2 separate regions of the Mus musculus genome follow, and region 2 is linked to region 1. The links are chromatin contacts, called in public HiCAR-type maps. All regions are on one chromosome and are shown on one strand. The core of a region is the stretch at or near the end of the contact, and the rest is flanking DNA. Distances in the headings are between cores, read along the strand shown. Region 1 overlaps Armc9 (armadillo repeat containing 9). Region 2 overlaps Pde6d (phosphodiesterase 6D, cGMP-specific, rod, delta).

The links. HiCAR-type assays count read pairs that join an accessible place to other places.
Region 2: a contact with region 1 is called in a HiCAR-type map of kidney, with 2.9 times the contacts expected there. The contact joins two enhancer-like sites. A contact is called at or near these places in 1 of 15 datasets of contacts at CTCF or cohesin (large pre-B cells) and 1 of 115 datasets of contacts at active chromatin or transcription factors (kidney).

The regions. Positions count from the first base shown.
Region 1 is chr1:86,174,937-86,177,636 of GRCm38.p6, reverse strand. It overlaps Armc9 (armadillo repeat containing 9), which reads right to left. Exons shown (of 25, transcript NM_030184.2): 9 at 725-823. Among named protein-coding and RNA genes, the nearest start is that of Armc9, 22 kb to the right of the region's middle. Within about 2 kb of position 1,421, at least 24 of the 459 cell types and tissues checked have an H3K27ac peak or open chromatin away from gene starts, as enhancers often do. A contact at or near this core is called in kidney, where this site is marked.
Region 2 is chr1:86,554,184-86,556,883 of GRCm38.p6, reverse strand. All of the region lies in intron 1 of Pde6d (phosphodiesterase 6D, cGMP-specific, rod, delta), which reads left to right. Among named protein-coding and RNA genes, the nearest start is that of Pde6d, 27 kb to the left of the region's middle. Within about 2 kb of position 1,418, at least 10 of the 459 cell types and tissues checked have an H3K27ac peak or open chromatin away from gene starts, as enhancers often do. A contact at or near this core is called in kidney, where this site is marked.

The DNA of each region.
Region 1 (2,700 bases), core at 172-2,671:
ACATAGAATCACACAATAAATACATGCTGGTTAAGAAGACGCCAATGTTCCTTGCTATGCTTGTGATTTTTTTCTTTAAATCTTTAATTTGCATAAAAAGTTAAAAAGTAAAGTCTTATCTTAAGCCCAATCTCTCACCCCCAACTCTCTTGTATGTGTGTAAGCATGTGTAAGTACAGTCATGTATGTGGCATGTACATGCAGAGGCTGGAGAACAAAGCTGGTTGTTAACCCTCAGGCACTGTCTACTTTTTGTGGAGAGAAGGCCTCTCTCTCCCTGTCCTGCAGCTCACAGTAAGCTAGCCTGTCTGGGTGGCAAGCCTCTGGGACCTGCCTTTGTGTCTTCCCAGCACTGGGGTGTCACACATTCCAGGCCTTAGGGAGCAAACTCAGGTCCTGGTGCCTGCACACCAAGCGCTGTACTGAGCGCTCGCCCTAGCCCACGAGAGTTCTTTTAAAGACAGCAAGGTTTCGATTTGTTCCTCCTGACTCTCAGGCCTCAGTGCGCAGGAGCAGCTGCCATGGTAGATTGAAAGAGCACCTCTCCTTTCTCACCCAAAGGGCTAACCTCAGCTGCAACCTCCTCAAAAATAGCTTTGTTTTCCTTCTGGGAGCTTCTAGCTCCTGAATGTCACTTTCTCACAGGCTTTCATTCTCTCTAATAACTTCACTTGTAAGTCTTGGGGGACAAACCCAGGATACCCCGTCTCTCATGGCACCTCACCGTCCCAGGCCTCGTGAAGTCCACGCTGTGTGCCAGGCTCTGCCGCATCTGGTTACTGAAGAGGCGGACACAGACACTCTGCAGGTACTCGGGGGTGATCTGCAAGGATGAGGGAATCAGGTGAAAGCCATGCAGTTTGCCCATAGGACCTCCGGTATCTACAGCCAGGTGAAAGCCATCAGACTGCCCACAGGACCTCCGGTATCTACAGCCAGGTGAAAGCCATCAGACTGCCCACAGGACCTCCGGTATCTACGGCTCCTGTAGCAGGACCGCAGCTACCTCAGCATCTCCTGGAGACCGACTGATGGGATGGATGGCCATGCCAAAGAGCGCATCGTCCCCTTTGTCCTAGTTTCTGCTACTGTGACAAAAAATACCTTATAAAACGCAATGTAGGTTGAAAGGGTTACTTTAGCTCACTACAGCCCGTCACTGAGGGGAAGTCAAGGTCAACAGAAACTTGAAGCAGCAAGTCACATCCAGTCAAGGGCAGAGGGAATGCAAATGCTTACTACTTAGCTCAATTTCTGCACTTTACATAGTTCAAAATCCAGATCCAGGGAATGGTGCTGCCCACAGTGGGCTGGGTCTCCTCAATCAACTACCTTAAATCAAAACACTCTTCTTTCAGACATGCCTGTTGGCCAGCCTGATGCAGACTCCCTCACGGAGTCACTCTTCCCAGAGGGTTGTAAAGTAGGGCAAGTTAATAATTAAAAGTAACCACCGAACCCTCAGAGCTCTGGGGTAGAGTTCACACACTGACCTAGGAGAATAAAAGTAACTGACTTGTTTGAGAGATGTGGCCCAGCAGTTAAGAGCTCTGACTGCTCTTCCACAGGACAGAATTAAATTCCCAGCACCCACATGGACAGCTCAGAAATGTCTGTAATCCAGTTACAGGCGAGCCAACCCTCTCGTTAAATACAAGCAGGCAAACAACCGATGCATAGCCCATAAAAAAATTAATAAATCATGCTTAAAAAGTGATTACAGGTTTGATCACCGGCTACCCATCTGTGCCTTTCACTCAGTGCAGTTCAGTTGCCATGGAAGCTAAATGGTTTCTCGAGCTTCTCTGTAGATTCAGGGCATAGAGTAAGTGGGCAGCCTTATGTCGTGGCAAGAGTGACAAACTCTCAAATCTGAAGATCAGGGATCCAGCTTTGGATTCCTGACAACATGAGGAGCTCAGTAGCCCTACCCCTGCATTTCCATTCCTGAGCCGTCCATGAGATGAAAGATGCCCAGCTGCCTAGCCCACACTAAGGAGGGATAAGGCCTCAAACGGGCCCAATACTGAGGAATCGCTGGCGGAGTGGATGACAGACATGATCAATAAGCTGTCAAGTGCATGACATGATGCTGACTTCCTGCCATGAAGGCTCAGACTGGCTTTGAACTCGAAATCCTTCTGCTTCTGCCTCCCAAGGCCTGAAATTAAACCCTACCCACCTACATACAAAGTTCAACCATGGATGGTGTTGCTGAGTGTTACAGAAAACAGGTATTCTGATAATTTTTAGGAGAGTAATTTGACAACATATGTCAAAACAGTGACTTAGCAATCCATGTTCAGGATCTTTTCTGCACTCCGAGCAATACAGATTATGTAAGAGTCCTCACGGCAGCACTGTCACAGCAGGCAAAGGTCTCCATCTCCATCACTGGAGATCTGCGAATGGGTCATCGTCACGGCGGGACCCTGAGCAAGCATTTGCAGCATGAGATAGGTGGGATTCACGGATGCCTTTTCTTTACAAGTGTGCTAAAGGAAGCCAGGTATGGTTGTGGGCAAAGACATCAACACTGTGATACACAGGAACAAAACAGCAAGTTTCAGAGGAAGGATGGGTCATAAGGTCACAACCAAACATAAGAACACTGGGTGCATGAGTCTACACTGCATGTATGCACACAAATATACCTCAATCACACACGAGAACATGTTAGCATCAATATCAAAAAAGGGG
Region 2 (2,700 bases), core at 169-2,668, 380 kb before region 1:
TACATGCAGGCAAAACACTGGTGCACATTAGGAGGAGGAAAATGCCGTACAGTTTCCCTATAGTCCCATCTTTTGGAGGCATTTCTGAACTGGGGTTCCTCCATCCAGGTGCCTCTAGCTTGGGTCAAGTTAAAGTAAAAACTAGCCCAGTTGACCCTTGTCAGCTTGACACACAAACATCACTTATTAAGTGAAGTTTCCTTTCTTGTCCCCAAGATCTCACGTTAATGTTACCATTACCACAATATAAGACATTCCAACCTTTTAAAAATTCAAACACTTAAAGAGACTTTGTATTTTTAGAGAGATTTTTGAATATTAAAAAAAAAAAGCTGGACGTTTAAGTGTTTGAAGAGTTCAAAATCTTTCAACTGTGGACTCATGTTAAACCAAAAAATATTTAAATGACCGGGCGTGGTGGCACACACCTTTGATCCCAGCACACGGAAGGCAGAGGCAGGCAGATTTCTGAGTTTGAGGCCAGCCTGGTCTACAAAGTGAGTTCCAGGACAGCCAGGGCCACACAGAAAAACCCTGTCTCAAAAAACAAAAACAAACAAAAAATACTTCTTTATTCCAAGAGAGAACCAGGGCACAGTCTGAACAAAGCAAAACCAGTTTTAGCAGTGTAAATAATTGCAGTGTATGTGATTCACTCACTATCTTTTGGGCTCCTCCAAAGGGCCTGGGTCACTTCTCTGGCTCTACTCTGCAGCACACACAGCTCGTCTTCTAGGCTCTGGCTGGCTCCACTCCACTGCTGCAGCTGTTCTTGGTGGTCGTCCCGTGGTGCTGGCATCTCCAAAATACTGGGGTCTTCTGCTGCACTTTCACCAGTAGTCTCTCCTAGGCTTCATAGCCACGATTCAAGTTCTTTTTGACTGCTTCTAAGGCTGCACTTTCTCCAATGGCCTCTCAGTGCCAAGCTTCAGCAGCTCTTCATGGCCTCTTCAGACCTTCCAAACCAGCATCATTCTTACACATTACTAAGTTCAGCTGACAGTACAAGGTTCAACATCATAGCTTGTGTGTGTTGACCCTGAGGCAACAATTCCCAGATTTCACCTGAGTGATGCTGACCTTAAACACGGCTAGTTTCTCAACACCAGCTGACCAGCATCAGTTGTCCCAGTAAAGCTAAAGTTTCACATCAGTGGTGCTGGTCTCCTGTTGATCACAGCCGATTCTTCATTTCCCATTAGTCAGAACCTAGCAAATGGCCTGTTAAAGAGTCTCTACGAGACTCTCAAACTGCCCTCTGAAACTCCGCAAGCCAGCCCTTGTTTTCATTTCTCTCAACATTCTTTCTTCCAAGCTCCTACAGAACACCCCGCTGAGCTCTTCAATACTCAGTGACTTTTCTAGCCCAATTTTCCAAAGTCTTCCACAACCCTCCCAAAAACAACATGGTCAGGTCTGTCCCAACAATAGCTCATAATCCTGGCACTGATTTCTGGTTTCAGATTACTATTGCTGTGATGAAGCACCATAACCAGAAGCAACTTGGGAAGGAAGGATTTATTTAGCTTACACTTCCACATGACACACAGTTCTTTATTGAAAGAAGGCAGAGCAGGGAGGGCAGGGACCGGAGGCAGGAGCTGACACAGAGGCCATGAAGAAGGAAGTGCTGCTTACTAGCTTGCACTTATGGCTTCAGCCTTTCTTATAGAACCCAGGACCACTGGCCAGGGTTGGGCTGAGCCCTTCCCAATCAATCACTAATTAAGAAAATGGCCTACAGCCCTGTCTCATGGAGGCATCTTAGTTGAGGCTGTTCCTCTCAGATGCCTCTAGCTTGTTGAAATTGACATAAAACTAGTCACACAGAGGAAAGTACACTGATAAGTGAGCTACATCACCAGTCGGGTTTTCTGAAACATAACATATAGAAAACAGACCAACCTTGAATTTGATATGTAACTCAGGCTGGCCCTAAACAAACAGCCCTGCCTCAGCCTCCCAAATGCTGAGCCACCACACCTGGCTCAGAATAATACTTCTTACTAGGGCATAATTGGGACACCAAGATGGCTCAGTGGGTAAAGGCACTTGCTATCAAGCCTGACCAGAATTCAATCCCCAGAAACCACATTGTAGAACAAGAGAACCAACTTCCACAAGTCATCATTGGACTCCACTTGAGTACCCACACACATACACAAATCAAATAAATGTAATTTAAATGTTTGAAATAGGGCATAAGTTTTAGAAGTTATGACCTAGGAGCTGGAGAGACAGCTCAACAGTTAAGGCAGATACTGATCTTGAAGAGAATTTGAGTTCGGTTCTAGCACTCATGTCAAGCACCTGACAGCCTCCTATAGCTTTGCCTCCAGGGAATCCTATGCTGTCTTTTGGCCAACATAATAGGACAGAACTAATACCCATGACATGACATGCACACACACCACAAAAGTGGAAAAAAAAAGCAGTTAAGGTGTACTGGGAATGTTTTGTACATTCAGGCTACTATAATGAAGTACACACACAAAAAAAATTGTTTTTAGACATGGTACTAGAAAAATGGCTCATCAGTTAAGAACATTTGCTACTTTTGCAGAAGAACCAGGTTTGGCAACTCCTAACCACCTATAACTGCAGTTCCAGGGGGAATCTGATGATCCTTTCTTGGGCACCAGTATGAGCCTACAAACACTCAGGTGCGTGTGAGCGCGCGAGCGAGAGCGCACGCACAAA